7 separate regions of the Mus musculus genome follow, and regions 1, 2, 3, 4, 5 and 6 are each linked to region 7. The links are chromatin contacts, called in public ChIA-PET, Hi-C and HiChIP or PLAC-seq maps. All regions are on one chromosome and are shown on one strand. The core of a region is the stretch at or near the end of the contact, and the rest is flanking DNA. Distances in the headings are between cores, read along the strand shown. Region 1 overlaps Gm20139 (predicted gene, 20139). Region 2 has its middle 47 kb from the start of Gm40607. Region 3 has its middle 25 kb from the start of Gm40607. Region 4 has its middle 34 kb from the start of Gm40607. Region 5 overlaps Map3k5 (mitogen-activated protein kinase kinase kinase 5). Region 6 overlaps Map3k5 (mitogen-activated protein kinase kinase kinase 5). Region 7 overlaps Gm33332 (a long non-coding RNA gene).

What was found. Hi-C and Micro-C count contacts between places; a contact is called where the count stands out from the background. ChIA-PET counts read pairs in DNA pulled down with a chosen protein or histone mark. HiChIP or PLAC-seq counts read pairs in DNA pulled down with a chosen protein or histone mark.
Region 1: an RNA polymerase II ChIA-PET map of memory CD8 T cells shows a contact between it and region 7, with 204 read pairs. The contact joins two enhancer-like sites. A contact is called at or near these places in 2 of 15 datasets of contacts at CTCF or cohesin (large pre-B cells and thymocytes), 10 of 484 Hi-C or Micro-C datasets (CD4 T cells, the HPC-7 cell line, double positive thymocytes and 5 more) and 14 of 115 datasets of contacts at active chromatin or transcription factors (CD8 T cells, the HPC-7 cell line, T-cell acute lymphoblastic leukemia and 9 more).
Region 2: a contact with region 7 is called in a Hi-C map of pre-B cells, with 6 times the contacts expected there. The contact joins two enhancer-like sites. A contact is called at or near these places in 4 of 15 datasets of contacts at CTCF or cohesin (CD8 T cells, embryonic stem cells, large pre-B cells and 1 more), 45 of 484 Hi-C or Micro-C datasets (B cells, CD4 T cells, CD8 T cells and 24 more) and 7 of 115 datasets of contacts at active chromatin or transcription factors (acute myeloid leukemia, bone marrow-derived macrophages, double positive thymocytes and 3 more).
Region 3: a contact with region 7 is called in a BATF HiChIP or PLAC-seq map of CD8 T cells, with 6 read pairs. The contact joins two enhancer-like sites. A contact is called at or near these places in 1 of 15 datasets of contacts at CTCF or cohesin (large pre-B cells), 4 of 484 Hi-C or Micro-C datasets (the BV-2 cell line, Th1 cells, bone marrow-derived macrophages and 1 more) and 4 of 115 datasets of contacts at active chromatin or transcription factors (CD8 T cells, bone marrow-derived macrophages, large pre-B cells and 1 more).
Region 4: an RNA polymerase II ChIA-PET map of memory CD8 T cells shows a contact between it and region 7, with 7 times the contacts expected there. The contact joins two enhancer-like sites. A contact is called at or near these places in 1 of 15 datasets of contacts at CTCF or cohesin (large pre-B cells), 2 of 484 Hi-C or Micro-C datasets (embryonic fibroblasts and group 2 innate lymphoid cells) and 12 of 115 datasets of contacts at active chromatin or transcription factors (T-cell acute lymphoblastic leukemia, acute myeloid leukemia, bone marrow-derived macrophages and 9 more).
Region 5: an H3K27ac HiChIP or PLAC-seq map of acute myeloid leukemia shows a contact between it and region 7, with 2.0 times the contacts expected there. The contact joins two enhancer-like sites. A contact is called at or near these places in 5 of 15 datasets of contacts at CTCF or cohesin (embryonic stem cells, large pre-B cells, pro-B cells and 1 more), 59 of 484 Hi-C or Micro-C datasets (the AtT-20 cell line, B cells, CD4 T cells and 32 more), 7 of 115 datasets of contacts at active chromatin or transcription factors (acute myeloid leukemia, embryonic stem cells, epiblast stem cells and 1 more) and 1 of 9 other capture datasets (embryonic stem cells).
Region 6: a contact with region 7 is called in an RNA polymerase II ChIA-PET map of memory CD8 T cells, with 7 read pairs. The contact joins two enhancer-like sites. A contact is called at or near these places in 5 of 15 datasets of contacts at CTCF or cohesin (embryonic stem cells, large pre-B cells, pro-B cells and 1 more), 78 of 484 Hi-C or Micro-C datasets (the AtT-20 cell line, B cells, the Ba/F3 cell line and 33 more), 8 of 115 datasets of contacts at active chromatin or transcription factors (double positive thymocytes, embryonic stem cells, large pre-B cells and 1 more) and 2 of 9 other capture datasets (adipose tissue and embryonic stem cells).

Annotation. Positions count from the first base shown.
Region 1 is chr10:19,184,106-19,187,857 of GRCm38.p6, forward strand. The region is part of intron 2 of Gm20139 (predicted gene, 20139); the gene reads left to right. Among named protein-coding and RNA genes, the nearest start is that of Gm20139, 44 kb to the left of the region's middle. Within about 2 kb of position 2,051, at least 168 of the 459 cell types and tissues checked have an H3K27ac peak or open chromatin away from gene starts, as enhancers often do. A contact at or near this core is called in CD8 T cells, the HPC-7 cell line, T-cell acute lymphoblastic leukemia and 9 more, where this site is marked.
Region 2 is chr10:19,289,200-19,292,630 of GRCm38.p6, forward strand. No RefSeq gene overlaps it. Among named protein-coding and RNA genes, the nearest start is that of Gm40607, 47 kb to the left of the region's middle. Within about 2 kb of position 2,037, at least 14 of the 459 cell types and tissues checked have an H3K27ac peak or open chromatin away from gene starts, as enhancers often do. A contact at or near this core is called in the CH12 cell line, ECoMG-derived neutrophils and pre-B cells, where this site is marked.
Region 3 is chr10:19,266,581-19,270,156 of GRCm38.p6, forward strand. No RefSeq gene overlaps it. Among named protein-coding and RNA genes, the nearest start is that of Gm40607, 25 kb to the left of the region's middle. Within about 2 kb of position 2,056, at least 23 of the 459 cell types and tissues checked have an H3K27ac peak or open chromatin away from gene starts, as enhancers often do. A contact at or near this core is called in CD8 T cells and memory CD8 T cells, where this site is marked.
Region 4 is chr10:19,208,074-19,211,506 of GRCm38.p6, forward strand. No RefSeq gene overlaps it. Among named protein-coding and RNA genes, the nearest start is that of Gm40607, 34 kb to the right of the region's middle. Within about 2 kb of position 1,893, at least 57 of the 459 cell types and tissues checked have an H3K27ac peak or open chromatin away from gene starts, as enhancers often do. A contact at or near this core is called in effector CD8 T cells, group 2 innate lymphoid cells and memory CD8 T cells, where this site is marked.
Region 5 is chr10:20,075,988-20,079,531 of GRCm38.p6, forward strand. Map3k5 (mitogen-activated protein kinase kinase kinase 5) reads left to right here. Exons shown (of 30, transcript NM_008580.4): 12 at 495-544; 13 at 3,255-3,350. Among named protein-coding and RNA genes, the nearest start is that of Map7, 93 kb to the right of the region's middle. Within about 2 kb of position 1,399, at least 104 of the 459 cell types and tissues checked have an H3K27ac peak or open chromatin away from gene starts, as enhancers often do. A contact at or near this core is called in ECoMG myeloid progenitors, Th17 cells, acute myeloid leukemia and 1 more, where this site is marked.
Region 6 is chr10:20,117,544-20,121,527 of GRCm38.p6, forward strand. It overlaps Map3k5 (mitogen-activated protein kinase kinase kinase 5), which reads left to right. Exons shown (of 30, transcript NM_008580.4): 22 at 602-779; 23 at 872-1,040. Among named protein-coding and RNA genes, the nearest start is that of Map7, 51 kb to the right of the region's middle. Within about 2 kb of position 2,013, at least 46 of the 459 cell types and tissues checked have an H3K27ac peak or open chromatin away from gene starts, as enhancers often do. A contact at or near this core is called in CD8 T cells, double positive thymocytes, memory CD8 T cells and 1 more, where this site is marked.
Region 7 is chr10:19,690,203-19,693,734 of GRCm38.p6, forward strand. All of the region lies in intron 1 of Gm33332 (a long non-coding RNA gene), which reads right to left. Among named protein-coding and RNA genes, the nearest start is that of Il20ra, 21 kb to the right of the region's middle. Within about 2 kb of position 1,764, at least 128 of the 459 cell types and tissues checked have an H3K27ac peak or open chromatin away from gene starts, as enhancers often do. A contact at or near this core is called in CD8 T cells, the CH12 cell line, ECoMG myeloid progenitors and 16 more, where this site is marked.

The DNA of each region.
Region 1 (3,752 bases), core at 801-3,300, 510 kb before region 7:
GAAGGCCTTCTCCATGGCTCCCTCCGGCAGATCTTGATGAAAAGAGTCAGTCCATAGTTCTGAATTGTTTATAGCCGTTGTGGAAAGTGAATGCATAAAACCATGCCCCACTTCTCAGGGTGGGCCTGAGATTAAATACCTTTTTTGGGGGAGGCTTGTCTGGGAAGGGAATCTTATTGGCAACGCCCACCCCCCGGCCTCTAGGTACCACATTGGCATGGAGATCTCTTTTCCTCTTGTGTTGGTCTGAAATGTTGTGGATGTCTCATCAAAATCTGGAAGGGCTTGGGGCTTTGCCCTCATGTGACTGATGGCCACAGATCTATGGGAGAGGGCTGTGTCTATGTGACAGGGGCCTGGTGCCCCAAGCAGGCAAAGCTCCTACCATCCCTTCAGGTCTCTGGGGCTTCCAATCCTTTAGCTCAAGGGAGGACCAGGCTACCTCTCACAGTCCACTGCTTATAAAATCACAGTATATTCCTTATAAAATCTTCATGGTAACCTGAGGCTGTTCCTGGACAGCTGTTCTCTCTATTTTATCTTCCTGGGTCCCTTAAGACATTTACATTTTAACCCTAGATCTATTTGTTTAACCAGATAGTAGATTCTTCTAAGCTAAAATTTAAGACATAGGACACCATAAACATGCTTTAGCCCTTGGGGGCTGAGGATTGTGGGTATTGTTGGGTATGTGAGAGTTACTATAAAGATGAGTAAGTCTGGTTCCCCTCCCCGCATTGTTCTCCAGTCTTTGATGGGACCCTTTACTCAGTTTCTGCTTCATGCCATTCAGATCTTTTACACAGTCTACTCATTAAATGACACTTTTAGGTGGTTATGGTCTTGTTGATGTTGAACTACAGATAACGTAGAAGCAAAAAGCAGACAGGCCGTCCACGGCAGAGCTAAGCAAGTTGTTTTGACCGTAACCCACAGCAGATGTTACCGTCAGGACTCTGTGTACTGTGATGTACTCTGATCTAGTCCCTCCCCATCCCATGATGCTTGCTACGGCCTACAGAGTTGAGTTCTCAAGCAAAACTGTGCTCCGTTTCATGTGCTCTGTGGTTTATGAAGCTCAAATAGCCAGGTTTAAGAAGTTTTGGTTTCTCTTAAGAAATATCTGGTGTCACTCATGGAGGCTCACACCTCCTGTAATTCTACCACTTGGGAGACTAAGACGGAAATAGTGCTGAGATTTCAAGGCCAGCCTGGATCTTAAAACACCAAAGCAGTTGTTTTTATTTGTTTTGTTTTGCTTGTTTGTTTGTTTCATTGGTTGGGTTTTTTTTTTTTTCTCCTTATTATGAAGACTCCTTATCTATTCATCAGTTGGGATCTCTTGTCATATTCTCTCTCTCTCTCTCTCTCTCTCTCTCTCTCGGTTTAGTATCTTGAGTTAGGGCCTTACTGAGTATTCACGATCCTCCTGCCTCAGTCTCCTGAGTGCCAGGATTTCAAGTGTATGATACCATGTCTAGCTTGGCCAGAGCTTTTTGTTTTAAAATACAGTGTCGTGGATAGAGGAGACAGTTTTGCTCTATTGGAGTCTTATCTACTGAAACTTTTCTACTCGCAGTGGAGTCCTGGAACTGGAGAGAAATTCCGAGGGCAGGTCAGAAGCCTCCACTCCAGGGTGTCCCAGTTAAACCTTTCCAGGTTTAGACTGGGAATCCTGATAAAGTAAGTCACAAAAACGTTAGCTCTTTTCTCTTTTCAACATGCCCCTCTGCACAGCACTGGCCTCCAGCGTGGTTTACCAGCGATCAGCTTGCTGAAGTTTTGATGTCCCTGCAAAGTGCCCAGGTGGCTTGTTTTACTTTGTTTTGAGTTCCCCTGGCGTTCCTTCCAGGTCGCAGTTGCACGGTTGATTTGTTGACTGTGGTTTGAGGTCAATAAGAAGCTTATTCTAGAGAAAGGTGGAGAGAAAACAAAACAAAACAACCACCCAAGATTCAATTGCCCGCGTCAAACAGCTGAGGAAGCTGAGTGTTGTCAGTGGTCGTGAAAAGGAAGAGTGACGTCACTCATTGGTGAAGCAGAGTCGTGTGCTGCCATCTATTGGTAATTCTGTAAAACTGCAGGGTTTAAGCTTTTAATGCCACTTGTTTTAAAACTATCTTGGGAGTGGGGGAGAACTAAGATTCATTTCACCTGCTCTCTAAAGTTCTCCTTCCCAAGCAGCCTAGATCTAGTTAAAGACACTGTGGCTGGCAATGACCTATCTTTAACCCGGAAGAAGCTCCTCAATACGGGAGACCAAAGGGACGGGGGGAATTCCCACACCGGCTCCTGACTGTCCAAGCCGACACACTTCCCCTTCAGGATGGTTTGAGGGAAGAAGAGCCTGTCTGCACGTCTGAGAGATTTCAAAGAACACTCTGTTCTTATCCTTCAGATCTCTGATTGCTTCATGGGCTTTCTGAGAGCGTGTGCAGAGGGGAGCTTTTACACCAAACAAAACAGCTCCTGGGTGTTTGATGCCTGATGCTTCTACGTTCTCCAGTGTCTGGATGGTTTGTCTTTGAGTGAAAAAGGACATTGCATTCCCACCACTTCCATTATCAAAGAGGCTCAGTTCATTCACAAAAGGAAATTGATGCCTAAATAAAGTTAACAGAATTCTATGTTTAAAGGGTTTACACTGGAAAAAATAATCACTTAGTGGCAAATACAATTTAACTAATTAGGCAACTATGTATACTTGTGAGATTTATTTCAAGGGAAATGAATGGCCATGGTTCTGTGGTTCTGTGTGTTTGTGTGTGTGTGTGTGTGTGTGTGTGTGTGTGTGTGTGTGTTTGTGTGTGTATAGATAGATAGATAGACAGACTCTTCTTGTTGGATGCTCAGATACATAAATGAGCAATGAAATTAAAATCTTTAGCCCTAAAGCCACAACAGTAGGAACTGGTAATAAGTAGTTAGGTGGAAGCATGCAGGGAAGGAAGGTGTGTGGAGGGGCAGGTCACCATTTTTTTGGGGGGGGGGGGTGATCAAGGTGTGCCTTAGGAAAACTGCATCTGAACAGAGACTCCAAGTGTGTGGAAGAGTTAATCTTGTAGGCATGAATAGGAATATACTAGATGTGGGGGTCAGAGGGAGTTTGTGCAAAGGACCCAGGCTGTGTCTGGAATGGTAGTCTGAGACAGTGTTCATGGTAGTACAGAGGGACAGGTTGGGCAACTCCTCTTGAGGAAGCTGTCTTGCCCTTCCTCCTCCAGCAGTAAGACTTACACCCAGGGCTTCATGCACGCACGCTGGGCAAGCAAATCTACTAAGCTATACTATAACTTTGGGTTTTAGTCTTAAGTGCAAGGAGTCACTACTGTCTTAAACCAAGGAACCCTGTAATTTTGCACAGCTCTTACAAGAGTTACTCCAGCTGGCCCTTTTAGATAGAAAATAGGCAAATAGGCAAGGTAGGAGATCCATAGGAGACCTAAATTCAGTCAAGCTAGGGACACTGTTGGCTTGCACTGCATTTATAATGGGGTAGGGGGTTGAGAAATGATGAGATTCTGTACGTCAAAATTTAATGACAGATTCATGAGAGCTATGCAAAAGAGTGGTCCAGGACACAAAAACCCCAGGATTTTTTGTCCTGAGCACTGGCAGAAAACTGGCACCATATGGATCTGGGAGATGGCTAGGCAACCCTTACATGCTAGACACAGAACACAGTGAGTTCTCTTAGTTTTCCTGGAGGATACCTGGTCTGGCTGTCTGATCTCATTTGCATATGCAGCCAG
Region 2 (3,431 bases), core at 787-3,286, 400 kb before region 7:
CGCCTCCAAAGCTATTCAGGTAGTACCACTAGTTACACTGTGTGTTGTGTCCCTCTGAACACTTCATAGGATGGGCAAGAATTCTATTATTACCCACACTTTGGGGTTGGCACATGTATTGGCTAGTTTTGTGACAACTTGACACTGCTGGAGTTGTCACAGAGAAAGCTTCAGTTGAGGAAATGCCTTCATGAGATCCAACTGTAAGGCATTTTCTCAATTACTGATCAAGGGTGAAAGGCCCCTTGTGGGTGGGACCATCTCTGGGCTGGTAGTCTTGGTTTTATAAGAGAGCAGGCTAAGCAAGCCAGGGAAACAAGCCAGTAAAGAACATCTCTCCATGGCCTCTGCTCAGCTTCTGCTTCCTGACCTGCTTGAATTCCAGTCCTGACTTCCTTGGTGATGAACAGCAGTATGGAAGTGTAAGCCAAATAAACCCTTTCCTCCCCAACTTGCTTCTTAGTCACGATGTTTGTGCAGGAATAGAAACCCTGACTAAGATAAATTGGTACCAGCATAGTGGGGTATTCCTGTGACAACTTGACCATGTTTTGGGAAGGACTGTGGAAGGACTTTGGGCCAGAAGATCCATTCAGTGTTAAGAACTCTGTCAGATGTTGTGTAGGAGCTTGGAAGATAACGTTGAGAACAGTGCAGAAAATGGAGGCCTGGCTTGTGAAATTTCAGAGGGAAAATTAAAGACTTTTTTCAGGGCCATTGCTAGTTTGATTGTGAAGATTCTGTGGTTCTGGTTAGCTGGGGCTGAAGAATCAGCTGTGATTAACAAGATACCAGAACTACTAAAGTGAAACCTTTGCATTACTGGGACTATTGATGCTGGTTAGCTGGAGCTAAGAAATTAGCGGTGATTAAGAAGAGACCAGCATCATTGAGGTGACATCTTCTGGGAAGTGTTTTCTGAAAGCACAAAGAGGCTGTGTTCCAGAGTTAGCCAAAGTCGTACCTCATGCTGCAGCAGGACTTGGTAATGTGTAAGAGTCACCCAGGTGGTACTGGTTTTGAAGGCATGAAGGGGTCATGCAGAGCAGCTCAGGCTCGGCACTGTGAGAGGCCATGGAAGGCCATTGGTGAAGGTGCAGCCTCAGTTGCAATTGATGGCCCAGGACTGAAGGGGTCATGCAGTGGTTAGGAGATTCAAGTATCATGAGATGACCACCAAGAACAGCAGAAGCAGTGGAGTACAGGCAGCTGGAGCCTAGAAGACAAGGTGTGTGCTACAAAGGACAGGGCTGGAGAAGTGACCCAAGCCCTTGGAGGAGTCCAGAAGATCGTGAGTGGATCCCAGACATTGGACAGTTTGAGTTTGATTTCACTTTTGATTGTGACTGTGCCCTGATGTTTTTCCCTCTTGAAGGAAGTATTTGAGTGGAGCCTGCAGTTGAGAGACTTTTAATTGTAAAAAGACTTTGGATTTTAAAAGATAATGGATATTCTAAAAGCATTGAGCTTTTAATAAGTAAAGACTGTGGTACTTTTAAAGTTATTTAAGATCTTGGGGATGAATAAGAACTAAGGGTTGAGGCTTACTAGTGATGTATTTGTGTGTCAAGTTGACAAGGGGTCAATTGTACTGGCTAGTTTTGTGTCAACTTGACACAGCTGGAGTTATCACAGAGAAAGGAGCTTCAGTTGGAGAGATGCCTCCATGAGATCCAACTGTAAGGCATTTTCTCAATTAGTGAGCAAGGGGGAAAGGCCCCTTGTGGGTGGGACCATCTCTGGGCTGGTAGTCTTGGTTCTATAAGAGAGTAGGCTGAGCAAGCCAGGAGAAGCAAGCCAGTAAGGAACATCCCTCCATGGCCTCTGCATCAGCTCCTGCTTCCTCACCTGCTTGAGTTCCAGTCCTGACTTCCTTGGTGATGAACAGCAGTATGGAAGTGTAAGCCGAATAAACCCTTTCCTCCCCATCTTGCTTCTTGGTCATGCTGTTTGTGCAGGAATAGAAACCCTGACTATGACAGCACATCAGCATCTGGCATTCTCAGTTTCTCCACTTCCTACTTGCGGCTTCTGTCCCCTGAGGCAGCGTCAGATTGACTAAGTGTTCCTTGTTCCACCTTGCCCCTTCTTTCTTAGGCTCCTATTAAAATACTTTTTTTTTCTTTTTCTTTTTTTTTATTTATCCACAGGTGCTGACTTCATTGTCTTACCAAACTCACAACTGGGTTAGAGGCTTGTTAGAGCTGTGTGCTGGTCCTGTGTACATGACCAGCTCTCACCACCCGCAGGCCTGGCTTGCCTTTTGAGTAAGCCTTCTATTTTCCTTTCCAGTGCTGGGGAGAGTTTGGCTGGAGCTGCTGCGTTTGGTCTCTTTGTTTCATTGTTATGTTCTATTTCTCCACCTTCAGCTATCCTACCCGCGCTGTTTGTGAGTTAAGAAGCTTTCCCTCTTTTTCTGTCTCTGCGGAGTCTGTTCTGTGTCACCTGCACTCCTCTTCTTCATTGCATCACACAGAGACAGTGTCTAACCCACCCTCTCACACAAGAAAATAGGAAGTGGTTTTTATTAACTTCCAAAGTAGATATGAAACTATCAATTAAACGATGGTTTATTGTGGAACTAAGTGATGGGGTAAAAGTAAGTCAACAAGCCAGAGAGGTTGTTCTATGTTGGGTTTTTTGTTTTGCTTTTTGCATTTTTTAAAAATCTGAATATGGTGATATTCAGGAGTGGGCCTGAGTCCCTTGCAAAATGCATGTTTTCCCAACTTCCACTTTAGGGAAGAGTAGAACTTAGCTGAAAATTAGTGGTGGCTGGGACATGCCATACTACACAGAGAAGCACCCAGTGCAAGCCTCTAGGCTGTTTCCCTGGAGAAAGATGATTAGGGTCATTTTAACCTATTCGTACCATTATGTAAAGAGACAGTTCTGCCTACATTAAAACTATAAAATGCATTTTGGGAGTTGTTATTGTGAAACACCATAGTAGAAGAATTGATTCTAAAGGTATGCTATTTGACAACTTTGTACAAATTTTAACCGAATATTATAAAGTTACATTATATTTATTAGTTAAAAAGAAAATCTGGTGTTTAAATATTCCCTTTAAAATAGCTATCAGCTTTCTAGACAATTAGCTGCCTAACAGCTGTTTCCAAAAATACACTAACAGGAAGTAATAGTTCCATGGAATTAAGGACTTAGCAACTGCTTCTAATGATCCTGTTACACCCAAGGAGCAAGGAGAGTGTTGAGAACACTTAAATTAGGGGAAAATGGGCATCATTTTAAAAGTTCAAAGCTCTGATCAGTCTTGAAAACATGGATAAGAACTGATTAAGAGACTTAGGACAGAAAAAGATGTCTGAAATGATTAAGACTTCAGTTAACTTTGGAGATGTTTTGTCTCTTTAACTTCAATCCTGCTTGCCACTTAGCAAGTGTTTGCTGTTTTCATCAGCGGCCAG
Region 3 (3,576 bases), core at 806-3,305, 420 kb before region 7:
TTTCATCTTAATTTAATAAGAGATCCTTTTGGATTTTTTTAATAAAAGCTTACACATGGAAAAGAAATTACTGAGATAATGATAGCATAATAAGTATAAATTGTGGTACAAATCTCCTGGAGAGATAGGAATATCCCAGAAACATGGTCAAGAGTAGGTATATTAAAAACAAACCAAATGTTTTCAGTCTAGCATAGTTCAGGTTCAACAACACTGTTATAAAGTAATTATGATATTTTAATTGAGGGTGAATAACTGACTCTCATCCCTAAGGGGTTTAATTGTGAGTTTCAGAGATCTTTTAGCCAGTGTCACACCGATATTCACAAAGTGGCCCATCAAGGAGCCATTTCTGTGTTTATCAACATTTCTGACCAATCACTCATTAGTCTGAAGTTGGTAATCAGGCTTGTCTCCTCCACAGACTCGAGTTTACACAAGATGTAGGACTTTCTGTCTTCCAGAGAAGTCATATTTTGCCCATCACCTGCTGTGTATAAATAGAGTCCACTTGGAACATAAATATGCTAATTCATTTGCTATCATTTATGGTTGCATTGGCTGTAAAATGGCACAGTTGCATGTCTATCAGAGTTCACACTGTCCCTCAAAACCTAAAATATTTATTCTCTGGTCCTTTGCAGAAAGTTTGCTGAACTTATGGAGGAGTCCTAGTTAAACCGTTATCAATAGCATGCTTGTATTAAGCCTGATCAGGAGAAGTGACGTTGTGAGTTCCATATAAAACAAGCACTAAGTGAGTTTGTAAAGGAGACTTTGCTCCAAAAGGAATTACCACCCCATCTACTAAGGCCACTTATTATAAACACAGCCCTGAGAAGATGGCTGGATAAAGAAAGACCTGTGCCTTGTACATTAGGCAAACCCGAGCATGCCATTCAGGGCCCACCCCAAGGACTTCTGGAAAATAGCTCTTCCAACAATAGCTTTGTGGTATTTGTGAGGGCAAGTTAGATAAGAGAGAGAGAGACAGAGAGAGAGAGAGAGAGAGAGAGAGAGAGAGAGAGAGAGAGAGAGAGAGAGAGCCTAAAATGTCGCTTCTGGTATTCAGAGGATTCAGTTGTCAAAACCAGCTTCATACCTGAGACCGAAATTACAAACAAAGCAGGCAAAAAAGGTTGAGCGCTGCTTCCAGCTTCTATTATATAAGAAAACACCAGAGGAGAGGAAAAGATAAAGTTACCACGAGCCAGTTCACAGTGTGGTGTGTACTCTCATGTCTGCCCTTGAGAAAAAAGGTCCGTGCTAGTTACTTGACAAATCCCACTAAAACTCTTAAGGGTTTATCATACCATAGGAAATTCAGATAGGCTCTCTTAGGAGATTTTAAAGTTTGATCAAAAAAAATTCATTGAAATTGTTTTAATTTTAAAATTAAAAGCAAATACTGAATGTAAGACTTCTAGTCTAAGTACCATAAGATCAATTTGGAGTGAACAACAGAATAATGATGGTGGACTTTCTGGTATCTTATCTTTTTTACTGTTTGAGGGGTCTTTGTGATAATGATTCATACAGGAAGATTCATATCTTACTCATGAGTCATTCATTCGTATGAATAACTCCCTGGCTCACACCTGCACCTACTGAAAAGGAAGGAGAAAGTCCCCTCCCCCATCCCTGTGCCTGTAAACAATCAGGAAGTGGGCTAGGACCTGAAATTCTGCTCAGGAGGACTCCAAACCCAGAGGGCATCTGCAGCGTTGCTAGAGTTGATTGTCGCTTTGGAGAAAGGTTGTGGTTAGTAATGATGGTGGTGGTGCTTGGTGAAGGGGAAGTAACTGGTCTTCCGGGAAGACTTAGCATATTTACAAACAGGGAGAGGGTGGGTGTTTTGTTTTGTTTTGTTTTGTTTTGTTTTGTTTTGTTTTGTTTTGTTTTTCTGATTCTTATAGGTATCATGATTCCTTCTTATTCTCCAAGAAGTGTATTTTATCTTGTCTTGCATCATCTGGTTAGCCACAGACGTCATGAGTTGTTTTCCTCTGGCCCAATCATGTGGCTCAGTATTAGAGGGCTTGCTTGCTAAAGCACCATTCCTAGTTAACGTGAACTGAATCTGTATCTGTTGCTTGTAGTCAATGAACCTGACTAAGAGAGAGCCTCTACACAGTGCCTGAGAACGGTCTCCTTTTAACTCTACCAGTTCTACTTGACTGCGTGAGATCGTAAACGGTATCTACCCAGTCCCAATCTCAGGCCTTCCTTACTTTGAATATTTCATAAATATGTTTTAGAACATTCATATATTAGCATATAGATAGAGAAGCACTCCCACTCTGCTAATGTGTAAAAATGAGCAATGCTTTATATAGAAAGTAATTCATAAGGCTAATATGAGTATTATCCTGCAGAAGATCTCCAAGCTCAAGTTCAAATTGTATGTTTTCATTATTATTTCACACTAATGATACTCTTTGTGGACTATGATGATCACTGTTTTGTTTTGTTTTGTTTTGTTTTGTTTTTTCCCCTCTTAGCGCTGATTCTCTCTAGTCACAACTTAACTTCTTGGTTTGTGCACCTATCTCCTTGGACAGTGACATGGGCATAATCCAAATGTACATGGGATACATGAGAGAACAAATGTAGCTCAGATGTGTGGAGTATAGCAGGAGCTTGTATAAAGACTATTAATTTTGCATGGAGTAGGTTGGGGCATTCAGAATCTATTATAGGAAACAAAAGGCTATAAAAGCCAGTTTCTGTTCAGAGACTATAGTGCTGATATCAATACCCAATATGGACTAAGACAACTAACACTGGGCATGGGGGAGCCATAAGACAGCACAAAATGACAGACATTGGCTGTTTAGGAAACCTAAAAGTAAACAGTAATGCAATCTGTCATGTGACATATCTCTGACAAAATGTCACTTTTGTGTAATTCTGTATAAACATGGCTTTGAGGTAAAAAGGTTGGGCCCTTCATATCTGTCAGCCTTTGTTGTCCCTACCTCATTGAGCCAATGTGCCAGTCACTGTGTGTAATCATGCTTACCTATATGAGCCAACTTGTGCTTGGTCTGCTGGCATCTGCCTGCTTAGTGCTGTGTGCTATGAATAATGTATGTCCTAACTGTCTACAATTCCTTAGATCCCCTTCAGCCTCCGTTCATCCCTCCCACAACCCTTCTTCATTGTTGGTTTTGAAGGTTGGACCTCACACTGCTCCATAGTTGAAGTACACATTGGAGTTGGGGTAGGGCAGGGTTCTAGTAGCATGAGATAGATTTGTTGAAGAAAAAAGAACTTGTAAAAGAACAAATTAAAACATGTGACATATAGATGCCAACAGGGTGGGGGAGCATGGGAATAAATATACACAATGATAAGAATCTGTATTTCATTATAAGACGTTTGAAAGGAGTTCCACATTTAGGCAGGATACAACGTAATAAGATTAAAGGTTGTAGACATCTACTAGCAGGAGCAAGATGCAAAATGAGTTAGGAATCAAGATCAGAGAGCCTGGCATGCTAGCTCACACCTGTAAGATCAGCAGTCAAAAGACTGAGGCAGGAGAAAAGAAGGTCTGGGCTACATAGCAGAATC
Region 4 (3,433 bases), core at 643-3,142, 480 kb before region 7:
TACTACAGTTTGATAAGATTAAGTATCATTTATTAAAAGATGAAAATAAAGGAAACTGTTTCTTAATCAGAGAACAAGCTCCATCTGTACCTAAAAGACTCAGGATAAACACGCCCCGCCCCACCCCACCCCCCACCACGCTCTAGACGTTCTATCCGTGAGCTTTGCATTCCTTCTGTTCATGTGCTGATGACGCTTTGTGTTCAAGACAAAGGCTGTGCTGTGGTTGAAGGTCAGGGCTGGGCTGCGATCTCCACCACACTCCACCTCACGTCTCTTCTTTCTCAGTGTTTTCCTAGCATGTGTAGTTTTCCATGCGAACAATAGTGTTCATTTATCGAGTTGAAGCATTTGAAGTGAGCAGGGACTTGTTTTATTGGAATTTCACTAAATCTTCAGACTTAAGTCACTAGATCCCTTGGAACTGGGGTACAGACAGCTGAGCCCGTCAGCGTGGGGGCCAGGAAGACACTTAGGGCCTCTGAAAGAACAGCCCATGCTGTCACTGTTGAGCTCTCTCTCCATCCCCTTGTTTTCTTATTTTTATTCTCAAGTATTTAATCTCTTAATTCCATTGTAAATGAAAGTTTTTAAAAGTATTTTTAAGCTGGTTTTTATCTGTATATATGAAATCCATTGACTCTTTTCACCTGATATTTTAAAACATAATTTTATTGCTTATAATATATAATCCTGATATATTAATTCTTTGAAATTTGCTTAACGCATACAATTTACTCTAACAAACCGAAAAGACTTCCTCATAAAATATATTGCTTTAGTGAGGTGACCTGTAATTACATTATTAATTGTGTGTTGTTTCTAGTAAATGTAACCAGCTATTAAACATAGAATGTTTCTAAAGTTAGTTTAGAATTATCTACCTCAGTGGTATTAACTTTTTATTTCAAGCATGTAATTAAGAAGGCTGACACTCAGGGATGGGTCAGCTCAGGTTCCAGTCAGGCTGCAAGATAGACTCCTCTTTTTTAACAGTAACACTCACTAATTCTCAACAGACACCATCTAAGGGATATCAAACACAGGTGCTTGTTTTCTGAAAAACAAAACAAAACAAAACAGCAGCAATGTTTTCCTCTGTCTTCATAAGTTGCTCTTTCCTTGTTGTGAAAAAAAAATTCTTGAGAAAAGCAACAAGGGAGGAAATTTGTATTTTGACTCCCTTCATATGGTTTCAGTCCTTCAGAGACAGTGTAGAACAGTGTGGTGGGAATGAGTAACAGAGGGTCCTCACACCACTGTGGGACAAGAAGCAAAGGGAATGGGGCTAGAAGCAACGAAGAGAACAGTCTTTCAGAACCTAGTCTTCATGACGTATTTCCGGGACACACTTCTGGAATCTCAAACCCAGACCTCATGAAGTATTTTCAAGATTCAGGTGTCACCTCTAGAGACCATCAGCCAGGAAGCAAGCCTCCATAGCTTGAGCCAGTGGGTCAGAGCATTTCTCCTCTCTTCAGTTCCCTTCAGAGACTCCCATTTACTTCAGCACACCGACCTTTTCTGTGCCACCTAAATTGTCAATACGTATTAATAGACAAGTTCACAATATTTGGAAGTGCCACAACATCCATAAAGGTTTTAGATGAATTATACTATAGCTTTATTCACAGCACTTGCACATATTTATGAAATGGAGTACTGAGAACAACTGTACATCACATAATGTCATTTCTGTCAGAGACAGACCACACTCATGACAGTGGCAGGCAGCAGCTTCGGGTTTGTGGTGTCACCACATAGCTTGAGGACATTATTTTCACATGTGTCTAATTTGGTCTCACATTAGTTTCTTCATCATGACACAGAAACTGGCTGCTAACATTGCCAGTAAGAGACCCATGGAGTGAACTGAAAACAAAACTGAAAGTAAAAATCAGTGGTTTGCATTGCTCATCAGGTGGGCGTGTCATGGTCTACTTCAGCTGTGACCCTCCAAGAACAGGAGCAAAATGATAACAGCTATTTAAAAATCTGCTTCATGAAGGCAGTGACAGCAGCAACATCCCAGAAGAAACTATCAGCTATGGAGATAGTATCAGTGACCTGTGTAGATTACAAATAGTGAAGCCCTTTTCCTCTAGCCACTATGATGATCAAGAGCGAAAGGCTTGTTTGTAATGTTCACTGAAAAGGCTAGATGGAACTATGATAATGTGTTTGCTGCAAGCTCTGGGTAGTTCTTAATGACTTCAGAATCATTTACAGTCTGAAACTGAGTGAGTGATGGGTCTGTACATACAGGCGTGTGGTACTTAGGCCTTTACCACTTAGGTCTGTGTGAGTTCAGATGTGCATTTGCACCATGGCAAGACAGCAAACTTAACTGCAAATTTCTCCGAAGGCTCTCCTATTGCCAAGAGACATGTGAGTGTACACGTGCAAGTTACTCCATCGTAGACAGCGTTTTGTACAGAGATAGATTTAGAGCCTTTGTAAGAGCTCCTTACATGCCTCTTCTCTGGAGGCCCCAAAGTACAGGCTGATTACACTTGCCCTGCATGATGACCTGAGTCTATCCCACAGCATTATTAGAAACCAGTATGGCTGTAACACCTAAATGTTCCTGTAAGACCATCTTTCCTATGTATTACATACACCTTCTTTTGAAAGTTTTATACGTGAAGCTGGAGAGATACTCAGTGGTTAAGAGTATATGCTGGACAGCCTGGGACAGGATCCTTTCAGTTTCAGTCTGCAGCAGGAGCTGATACTGTGCCACAGCTCTCCATATCCAAATAATGCCAGGAGAAAGCTGGTCTCCCAGGAGTGCCCAAACATCTGTGAGCACAGGTAAAACCACCCCTTTTGCTCAAATTCTTGACCCAAGAGGGACCCACCCAGAGCCATCAGGACACAGGAACCAAGGAACAGGCAGAGACAGTTTCTATCTGCATCTCAGAGCTGACCCTGTGCCACAGCTCTCCATACCTAAATTCCTCCCAGAGAGAACTGGTCTCCCAGGAGTACTGACACATGGGCTTTCAGGAGGGACAAGCCACAGTCAAAGACAGCAAAACCAGCTAACATCAGAGATAACCAGATGTTGAGGGGTAAGGGCAAGAACATAAGCAATAGAAACCAAGGCTACTTGGCATCATCAGAACCCAGTTCTCCCAGCACAGTGAGCCCTGGATACCCCAACATACCAGAAAAGCAAGACTCTGATTTAAAATCACATTTCATGATGACAATAGGGAAATTTAAGAAGGACATAAAGAACTCTCTTAAAGAAATACAGTCAAACACAGGTAAATAGGTAGAAGCTCTTAAAGAAGAAACTCAAAAATCCCTTACAGAGTTATAGGAAAACATAACCAAACCGGTGAAGGAATTGAACAAAACCATCCAGGATTTAAAAATGGAAATTGAAACAATAATGAAATCACAAGGGGAAACAACCCTGGAGATA
Region 5 (3,544 bases), core at 149-2,648, 390 kb after region 7:
TGCACCACACTGGAGAAATCAGGAGGGACAGGCGAGGTTGTCCCGAGGCCGCCACATGCATTTGCACGCATGTGCTTCCAAACCCTATACATGTGAACTCAAACACACAAGTGCAAGGAAGGTAGCAGGCAGCTGGCCCAAAGGAACATGAGCTTATTTGCTGGAGCCACTGAGCTACCGTAGCCTCTCAGCTACCCTGATCACCGGGTTGTTGCTTTGTTTCGTTCTGGTGTTTACTTAAAATTAAAGCACAGCAGTTACAACTAAAATTAAAGTTTAAATTTCATGACAGTAATTCTTGCAGGGTTTTTGAAAGCTGTTGTCTGGAAGTACAGGTGTTATTAAATAAACATCACCCTCGTGGGCTCAGTCAGATAATCGCCTCGTGAGGAGATATACATCAGGAAAACAACTTTGTTTTTAAAAAATAATAATATTAAATGATTTTATGATTTTTTTCCATTCATTGTTCCTCATCTTCTCCTGTGTTTCAGAAAGGTATACACGAGTGGAACTTCGGTGCTTCCTCTGTCAGGGGAGTGAGGTAAGGCTCCCTGGGCCATTTGGTGTACTTAGAAGACACGCTCCTGAGATATTCATAGCATATTTTATTAAATTAAATCATAATTTAAATTTGAAAAACATTTCAAGAACCGTTCTTTGTTATAAAGACTCAGCCTTCAGCCTCTCTCCCTGCTGCGAACGGTGCCTCACCATCATAGATCCTTGAGCTGACCCCATGCTTGTGACTCCGGGGTAAATGTGAACTGTGGCCTGGAGTCAGCATGTGGCTACAAGGGAGCCGTGTAGAGGTCTTCTCCCGCTGGCTGAGCTTTTAGTTAAGGCTGTAAGATGGCTTCCTGACCTTTGTGTTACCAGGATCTGTGGATCCAAGCTCTGCAGGACATCAACCAGGCTACACCCTGAACTCGAATTAATGATGACATACAAATAGGAAATTCATTAAATTTTCCCCCAAGGTTACTGTTGATGCAATTATGTTTGTGAGGTCACAGTGACAAGCCAGTTCAGTTCTAAAACTTTGTCATAATGCCAATGACTCAGAAAAAGAAAAAAAAAGTGCTCTCTCCTGGGGATTAGAAATAAGGTTATGGGTCAGAATCCAATGTCAGCAGTTAAGTGTTTGAAACTTTGTTGTCTAGAAGTCCGGGTCTCTAGACTCATTCAACATTCAGACCAAATTCTGTTTACTACTGTTTGTCCCCACCACCACCACCACCCCCCCCCCACCACCCCCATGGAAATGGGAGACAACAAACAGACTTCTGCAGGCGGGTTGTGCAATATCCTGTTGCTTTTGCAAGGACTGTAGTTGGTTTTGTTAGAGCATGAACTGGTAGAGTAGTGAGTCACAGATAATTTTAGTTTCCCCGGTAGAGCTACCTGTTACCTCATGAGTGATTGAATAGAAGCAAGCGAGATGAAGCGGCTGACTCATGTCTTTCCAATCAATACCTTCTCAAAGCTCTAAAAGCTTAATATTCAACTGCTAAAGCACTCGTCAGCAAGGTGCTCCTGACTTACTGCTGCCTTCTTCAACAGTCCTTCCACTATAGTTGCTCTGCATTTCCATTCCACCTCAACAGAGCTGTTTTACAATGAATTAGCCCTTGTTAATTAGGCCTGGCAGCCCATCCTTACCGTTCTCGTGACTCACGGCGTGTACATAGCATACCTCCTGCCATCTGGTGATTGCTGGTTCTGCTTTGTAACTTCAAAGACTGTCACCTTTACCTGGCTTCCTCCTCTATAAAGAAAGAGTGACAAACCGAGGAACAACCCAACCAGCTCTACAGTTTGCCTGGCATCACCCATGTACCCAGCTCAAGTCAGTGGCATTTATTGAGCACCACCTGTGTACCATATTGAGTCCTATTCTGCTAGAGATTTATAGGTGGCGAAGCTAGCAAGTCCTCTTGAATAATTTGCAGTCAGATGGGAAGGGGAACAACCAGTGATGGTGTGGTGTGAGGTGAGCAATGGCTTACTAGAAATGCATTTAGAGCCGAGAGCACAAAGCCTTTCTTCCTGGAGTAGAGATAGGGTAGCTAGGGTAGGGGAGGGCTCACCTGGCCTGAGATGATGATGACAGTCTTTTTTTAAATCTTGGAAAATAATAAAGTCTAGCCATGGTGACACACACCTGTAATCCTTGTACTCGGGAGGCCGGATCAAGAAAAACCTGAGTTCAGGGTCAGCCTGTGCTTTGTAGTGAGTGTGGGCTCACCCTAAGGCACACAGGAAGGCCATTTCTCAAAAACCAAATGAAGCTGCGTGTCCCCAAATGAAGAAAACCAAAGGTGACTGAATAAGGCTTGATAAGTTACGTTCATGGGCCAAATAGGGACCTTTGCTTGTTTTATCAATAAAGTTTTGTTAGACAACAGCCATGATCTCATTTGTAGCTAAGGCTTCCATGCTCCAATAGCAGAACTGAATGGTTTGGCCTGTAAAACCTAAAATATTTAACTATCAGGCCCATTACAGAAAACATTAGCCAACTTTTGGCATAAACCACCTAGCTTACCAAACTCCAAAGTCTTCATGTTGTTCTGCAGTAAAGCACTTGTTGTGTCCAGTTCAAGCTGGTCCACATTGCTTTGCTCCTTTAAAATCTCTATGGCTGGGCTGGAGAGATGGCTCAGTGGTTAAGAGCACCGACTGTTCTTCCGAAGGTCCTGAGTTCAAATCCCAGCAACCACATGGTGGCTCACAACCACCCATAATGAGATCTGACACCCTCTTCTGGTGCATCTGAAGACAGCTATAGTATACTCATATATAATAAAATAAAATAAATAAATCTTTAAAAAAAAATCTCTACGGCTAGTGCAGTGCCTTTACTCCCTGTATGAACTGTCTCCCTAGCTCTGGAAGCTTCTCCCAGCTTCTCCCATAGGCCGAGAATCACTGAAACCAGCCAGCTAGTTGGTGTGTATGCATCCTGCACAGTGTGGGTCAGTGCAGATAGGACTCATCTCCATACCAAACCCAACGTGTGGCTCATGTATATGTTCCACACAGCAGAGCCGCCCTGCCCTGCAAAGATGAGTAGGACTACTACCTAATGTTTGTATTATTGTCTGGGGAATATCGCTCTTGAAAGTGCTATTTGTAAATGGCAGTGATGCTGTCCGTAGCAGGGTTTGATATAGAAAGCACTTATTTTTCATTAGAGGTATGTGGAAACCTCTATGTTTGTTTGAATAATGTGGGTTTTTGGTTTGTTTCAGCATCTCTAAGTTTGAAGAACGATGCTGTTTCCTTTATGTGCTTCACAATTCTGATGACTTCCAAATCTACTTCTGCACAGAACTTCACTGTAAAAGGTACGCGCTTGTCACTGGGTGTGAGACGGGCTGTTTTCACTTGATAGCTGCTTTCAAGTAAAACAAGTAGCTTCTGAATGGTGAGGCGGTTATATACATTCTCTCTCTCTCTCTCTCTCTCTCTCTCTCTCTCTCTCTCTCATTCACACACACACACACATGGCAAGGTGGTTACACACATACAAACCCACAGA
Region 6 (3,984 bases), core at 763-3,262, 430 kb after region 7:
TTTTTTTAGCAAAGAATGCTTTTTTGTGTGCCTCCTCCTGCCATGACCTGTGGCAGTCAGCATGTTTGTCTTAGGTGAAGCAGGGTTAGCACATGTTGCTCAGAACCACAGCATCCCATTCCTTCCTGTTTCCAAGGCGGCCACAGACCTCCTTCACGCCTGTGAGGACGTAGCTTTAACGTTTTAAATTGTGCATCTCATTCTGTTTCTACGTGTGGGAAATGAGCCCTGCAGATGTCAATTTAAGTCATCAGTTAAAATGGGAACCAGGACCTGCTGAGCCTGCAGCCTGGGGGATGTTCCTTTCAGGGTCCAAGAGACCCTTGCCCACCTACCTACGGTATTTTGAATGAAGCAGGGTCAGCGATCACATGATCAGCTTCTTATCCAGTCATGGGCATGGCAAAGGGTACTGATCTCTTTTACAGACATGCCAGTAAGTGTAATATCTCTCTCTCTCTCTCTCTCTCTCTCTCTCTCTCTCTCTCTCTCTCTCTCTCTCTCTCTCTCCCTCTCTCTCCCTCTCTCTCCCTGCCTCCCTCCCTCCCTCCCTCCCTCCCTCCTCCTCCCCTTCTTCCTCCTCCTCCTCCTCCTATCACAGAGTATCTTAGAAGCATCTCCCTGCCGGTCCCTGTCCTGGTAGAAGACACCAGCAGCAGTAGCGAGTATGGCTCTGTTTCTCCTGATACAGAGCTGAAGGCGGACCCCTTCTCCTTCAAAGCCAGAGCTAAGTCCTGTGGAGAAAAGGACGGGAAAGGGATACGGACATTGTTCCTGGGGTAAAGAGCTGGCTTGCTTGTGCCCAAAGGCATACCCTGTGGACTGTCACTCTGTAAGGAGACCCTGACTTACGTTGTACCCATTATTACAGCATTCCAGATGAAAATTTTGAAGATCACAGTGCGCCCCCATCTCCTGAAGAGAAAGACTCGGGCTTTTTTATGCTGAGAAAGGATAGTGAGAGGCGAGCTACCCTTCACAGAATCCTGACCGAAGACCAGGACAAGGTTGTAAGGAACCTAATGGAATCTCTGGCCCAGGTAAAGCTTCCTGGACACCCCCTTCCTGAAGATTTACATAGGATGGTGTTGTTGTTGTGTTGTTTTGTAAACTTTATTTAATCTTTTTGGTGTTGTTTGTTTGTTTTCAAGACAGGGTTTCTTTGTGTAACCCCAACTGTCCTGGAACTCTCTCTGTAGACCAGGCTGGCCTTGAACTTGGAGACTGGCCTACCTCTGCCTCCCTAGTGCTGGGATTAAAGGCGTGTGCTTCCCTACCCCCTGCCCCCCCTACTCTACTTCCTGATTAGGTGAGGCTACAGGTGCACCACACCACACCCAGCCAAACGCTACAGATTTTTACTTGTGTGCTTACAGCCTAGAGTTGTTCAGGAGCTCTGGAAGTGTGAGAAGGCTGTAATACTTAGGAGACAAACCTACTATATGCTGAGTGTCTTAGCACCTGCGAGGCTGAGGCAGGGAGATGGTTCGTTCTAGGCCACCCTGGGCTACATAAGGAGACCTTATTTTGCAAAATAATAATAATAATTATTGTTATTATTATTATAGCCCTCCCATGAGGAAACAATACAAATTGTTGTACACTGAAAGCAATATGGTTCACTCTTTTTCTTGCTGGTTGCTCTCCATCCCTACCCCCTCCTTCTCCCTTCCTTCCTCTGTCCATTCGTCCATCTGTCCTTCATCCCTTTCTCCGTGCTCCCTTCTTCCACTCTTCTTCCTTCTTCACTCCTCCCTTCCTTCCTATTCTTGTATTTTTAAGAGAAGAGCTGATGGAATTAAGGGGTTTGCAGTCCCCCTTGAGATAGTAGAGTCTTGGCTCTAGTAGACCACAGCAGCGATCACAGGTGTGCTGCTTTATTGACAAGTTAGTGTGTGGGACTTGATTAGTGTCCGTACATACCTGGATGGCACACGCAGCAGCCTACACAGTTCTGCTGCTCATTCACTGGGTTGGTAAACAAAGGTTAAGCCACAAGAATTGCTGTTTTGGCATAAGCGCAAGTCTGCCTATCAGCTGTTCCTCTGATCACTGGAAACATTAGCAGGTGGCACCCTAGCTTATGAGGTCACCAAATTCACACAGGAAGTGGGGGGCAGCTGTGAGCAACTGTGTAGTATGTTAGAATTACTAGACGAAGAACAGCCAAACCAACCAACCAAACACCTTGCCAAAGAAACTATTTTGCGTGGTACGTTAGCTTGCCAGGGCAAAATGCCACAAACCAGATGTCTCACTCAGCAGAAATTTGTTTCCTTGAAGTTCTGGAGGCTCACAGTGCAAGGCCAGCATATTTACTGTCTTCTGGGAATGAATGACCATCTCCCCCCAGTATCCCAAGATGCCCTGCTCTCTGTGCACGAGCACCCCAGTCCAGGTGGATTAGACCCCGTCCTTATTTACGCCTGACATAATAAGATTCCCTCGGTTCCAGCAGGTAGGCCACAGCTCGGAGCTCTTACAAATGTGTGCTTCGCTCCCATCGACATAGCAAGTCCCCAGCATGGCATCTGTCATCCTCTATTAGTCCTGTGAATACTGCGGGCATCAGTGCCCCACAGTCACTGTGAACTGCTGGTGGCTGTGGCAGTGCGGACTGCACACAGCTCTGTTTCTCTCTTGGCCTGACCTTGTCTTCCATCAGGACAGATGGGGAGCCAAGTTCTCTTTCTTGGCACTTACTGTTCAGCTCCAGCGGCATCTTGTCAGCCACACTAGGTTTCTGTGCTGTTCCCTGAGCCTGAACATTCTGTCACCATAAGAATTCCCTAGTACCCACCTTTTGGATCTAAAAGAAGAGTAATGTGTGTGCCAGTAAAGGCTCTGGCTGCAGGGAGAGCTTAAGAGAATGCCGTCAGTACTTTCTGAAGGAGGCCGACTGTGGTCCTAATAGAAAGCTGTCTCAGATAGGGACCACGGTGACCGTGAGGCCCAGGAAACAGGTGTTGTGGCCTGAGAAGGCAGGCAGGCCTTGAGGTAAGGGGTAGTTGCCAGAGAGGCTAGGTGTGCCCGTGCGGATCGTTCAGGAACAGAGAATAGGACAGATTGAGATACGGGGAACCAAGGTTGGATGGAGGGAACGGATGCATGACTTGCAGTTCATGCAGTCATTCAGCAAACACTGTCCATCTGCTGAATGCCAGGTGTCCGAGTTAGGGTTTTACTGCTGCGAACAGACACCATGACCAGTGCAAGTCTTACAAAGGACAACATCTAGTTGGGGCTGGCTTACAGGTTCAGAGACTCAGTCCATTATCATCAAGGAGGGAGCATGACAGAGTTCAGTCAGGCATGGTACAGAGAAGCTGAGAGTTCTGTGTCTTCATCTGAAGGCTGCTATGAGGAGACTGCTTCCAGGCAGCTAGGGTGAGGGTTTTATAGCCCATACCCACAGTGACACACCTACTCCAACAAGGCCGCACCTATTCTAACAGGGCCATACCTTTTAGTAGTGCCACTCCCTGGGCTGAGCATATATAAACCATCACACCAGGTCTGTTCCACATGCAGGGGTTACATCAGTGAATAAACTATAACTCTGTATCTCACCAAAGTTGACATTGTAGCAGAAGAGGAGGAGGAGGAGGACCAGGAGGAGCAGAAGAAGGATAAGAAAGAGGAGAAGAAGGAAGAGGAGGAGGAGAAAAGGAGGAGGAAGAGGAGAAGAGGAAGAAGAGGAGGAGGGGGAGAACTGTTAGCTATTAGATACATTGTAACCACCGCACATAGTCCCTCAGGCCATTATCTGTGTGTGTACTCATTCAGTCCTCAGGATGGCAGGACTAAAGGGTACTACTATTAGCAGCCATCTTTTCCAGATGAAGAAAGCAATACGTAGAGGGCTTGTGTAGCTTCCAAAGCCATGCACCCATGAAAGATGGAGTTGGGATTGATGCAGTCTGGCTCCAGGGTGGATAGTCTTAACCTCAGACTGCGAATGGAAAGGCAGGGGTGGAAGGCCAC
Region 7 (3,532 bases), core at 514-3,013:
TTCCTGTCTGAAAGAATTACAGGGATAGAAATGGAGAGGAACCTGAAGAAAAGAAGGCCCAGAGACAGACCCAAAGTGGAATCCAGCTCAAGGGGAGGCCCCAAGGCCTGACACTGTTACTGAGGCTATGAAGGGCTCACAAAAAGGGGCCTAGCATGACTGCCCTCAGAAAGACCCAACAAGCAGCTAAAAGAATCAGATGCAGATATTTGCACCCAACCAATGGACAGAAGAGTTGAGCCCAGTTGTTGAATTAGGGGTAGACTGATGGAAGCTGAGGAGAAGGGTAGGAGGACCAACAGTCTCAGTCTGGACCCCGAGATCTTTCAGACATTGGACCACCAAACAGTCAGCGTACACCAGCTGATATGAGGCCCCCAACACATATACAGCAGAGGACTGCTGGGTTGGTGTTCATTCGGAGATGATGCATCTAACCCTCAAGAGACTGGAGGCCCCAGGGAGTTTAGAGTTCAGGTGGGGTGAGGGATGGGGGCATCCACATGGAGACAGGGGGTGGGGAGCAAGTATGAGATGTGGAGCAGTTGGAGGATGGGGGGAGGAATAAAATATGGAGTGTAAAAAAATAAATTAATTAATAAAAAAGAAAAATCAACATGCAAATCAAAAAAATAAATAAAATTTTTAAAAAAACGATTCTTGCTAGCAAATGTTATTGGCAGAAACCTACCATTGACATACAAATAGATAAGATTTTCGTTTACAGTTTTTTGAAAAGTTATTGTTAAACCAGAAAGTGTGTATTGGTTAGAAATACCACTTGAATCATAGAGTAAAGTAATTCACAGTGTGGATCAGCACCACTAGAAAAACATTTCTTTTTAATCCAGTTTTTATTTCACTCCAAAGTGCATATTCACTCTATTACTTCTGGGAGTATTTGTTTAAAAGGAAATCTTTTTTAAAAGAAATATTTATTTTAGATAAATAGAACATCTAATATAACATAATACTAACAGAAACATTTATTTTAGAAATAAAAAGATGGGGCAAAGAGATAAATTAAGGATTTCAACACACTTCAGAAGAGATCCAGAAAAAAAGGACAGTACTTGGGAAGGGAGCAAGCATACTTCAGACTGCATGTCCTTGTTTCCCACAGCCAGTTGACTGCTTCTGGGTGTGTCCTCAAGGCTCTGCCTTTGCCTGGAAGAAACTGCCCCTAAGCTGTGGTCTCACTGACTGAGGAATGCCAGGTCACTCCTCTTCGTAGCCTCTGGCATCAACTGGGGCAACTCAGGCAGGACCAACTGGAGGTGCCCCACCCCCAGATCCTCAGCACCTGAGTGGGATTGGCCCCACCTTCTGCATCAAGTCAGCATGCAGCCTCTGACACAGTTACTCCCTCATCCCTGCCGGTATTGACCCTCAGAGCATTTACCAGTTAATTAAACCACTGCCCAGAAGTCTCCATTTCAGAATTGTTTCCGGGGACCCAACCAAAGACACTTGGCTTCAAAAATGATCCTAACAGTTACTTAGCGGTATTTTATAGATAGATTATTTGCTGGCCAATTGGCAATGAAGACCCCCTCAAAGAAGTGTGAGAACTGATAGCAGTATGCTATAGGGGTCAAGTGGCAAACTCCCCTAGCCATGGGATTGCTACAGAAAGGAATGTGCTGTTGGGGGCATCTGAGAAGTGTCACGGGCATGAGTGTCATAAGGACTGTAGAATGGGGGTTGGGGCGCAGCTGACTAATGCACAGCTCCGGCTTCACCGTAGAAGTCACCAGAGTTCAAACTGACACTTGAGTGTGCATGTGGCAGAGAGGAAGTGAGAGCCGTTACAAAAGAGCAAAACAGTCAGAGGAAGCTTCGCTTACCGAAGTCCCGATGCAGAAACTGCCGGGCAGTTAGAGGAAGTTCGAACTGGCAGTAAATCTAAGAGTAGAAAAAGGTGTTGCTTCATAGAGACGTAGAAGCGGCCATCGTCCAAGTCACCACTGCGATGGGGTTGGGGGCGTTATATCTTAAGCACAAGGACAAACTCTGAAAGACACTCCAGGGTGAGAGTTAACTTTAAAACAAAACTCTTTGGCTGTTCACGAACAGCCTTCACACAGCTTCCCCGAGGCTGCCACAGGACTTATTTCAAAGGCACAAAGACCTCATGAAGCTGCCTCTGGACACAGAGTAGCTGAGTAAGTCAAGCTACTCCACATGGGAAAGTCAAGTCCATCTCCACACACTGACGATATCTACAAAGCAATCGGTGCCCTCTACCTTAAGATCTCAACACGGAAATACTTCAATTCTTCAGTAACGGGTACTGCATGGACTGTGTCCCTGCTCAACCTACCAGTGTATGGAACTCAGAAAACAGCATCCGATAAACGAATGTTGTCATGTTGAATAACAGAGTAAATACCCTCTCCAGAGGAGATGCCCCACGGGGACTGTAGCAAATTGCTCCAGACTTGTTAAAACCTTGATTAAATGATAAGTAGGTACATTGGCTCAAAGATGATGGGGTAAGTAATAGATAGAGGTCAAAGCAGCTTGTGTCACCATGGTAGGTAGGAAGGGGGAACTCTCAGACCGTGCACATAGGTGGAAACCCTCAAGGAACTGGTGCTAGGGTCTCTTCTGGTTCAAGTGGTAACCTCTGCTGTTAAAAAGTTCTTCCCAAGAAAAAAAGCTGGCCCAATTTCACACTGGTCACTGAGCCCCATTTTTGCACTTCCTGTTCTGTTTTCCGATGAAGGGATTCCGGTGTTCTGTTTACATGCAAGCCATGTCGGATGTGAACCTAACGTGAGTAGCAGTCCTTGATTCTAGCTGTGACCCTGTAAGTGAGCCTGCCGCCTCTTGACTGACAGATCCTAGAGCTCTGTCCGAGCACCACCTAAGTGCCTAGATGGGAAAGGCCCACTCGAGCCCACTCATCTCTTCTCTGTCTACGCTGCTGAGAATCAAAAATCAATTTCACTTTGGAACTGCAGACGATCCCATGTTGAGGGGGTCCTGCACAGGTGAACCTCTGCCCTCTGGCGTGTTTCTTATGAGAACATTGCAGAAGCCTGGAAGGACAGCCAGACTTGGGAGTATGAGCAGAGAGTGACATCCAGTGGCCGATGGGTCACATTTCTGCTGTGCTAGGCACTCCATTTCTGAGAATGTTGGAGCTGATGCTTAGCCCCAGAAGCTGATGCCCGCCCCTGTCCTCATAAGCCGGGAAAGAGGCATTCCAGGAAGACGATGATTGCAGAACAGGTTCTCCGATGCTTCCTGCCCATGTCCCCCGGCAGCTTACACTTACAGTATAAGCACTCTGCCCTCTCTAGAGCTTTAAAATACATTGCGAGCATGACAAATGGAGGCTAGAAAGATGGCCCAGTGATTAAGAGAGTTTGCTGCTCTTGCAGAGGATCTGAGCATCCTCATAAAAGCCCACACCAACCACTCATAACTGCAGTTCCAGGGGTCTCAAAACCCTTTTATGAGACTTTCAGGCACCAGGCACACGCATGGTACACATATGTACATACAGCAACTGTACACATGATTT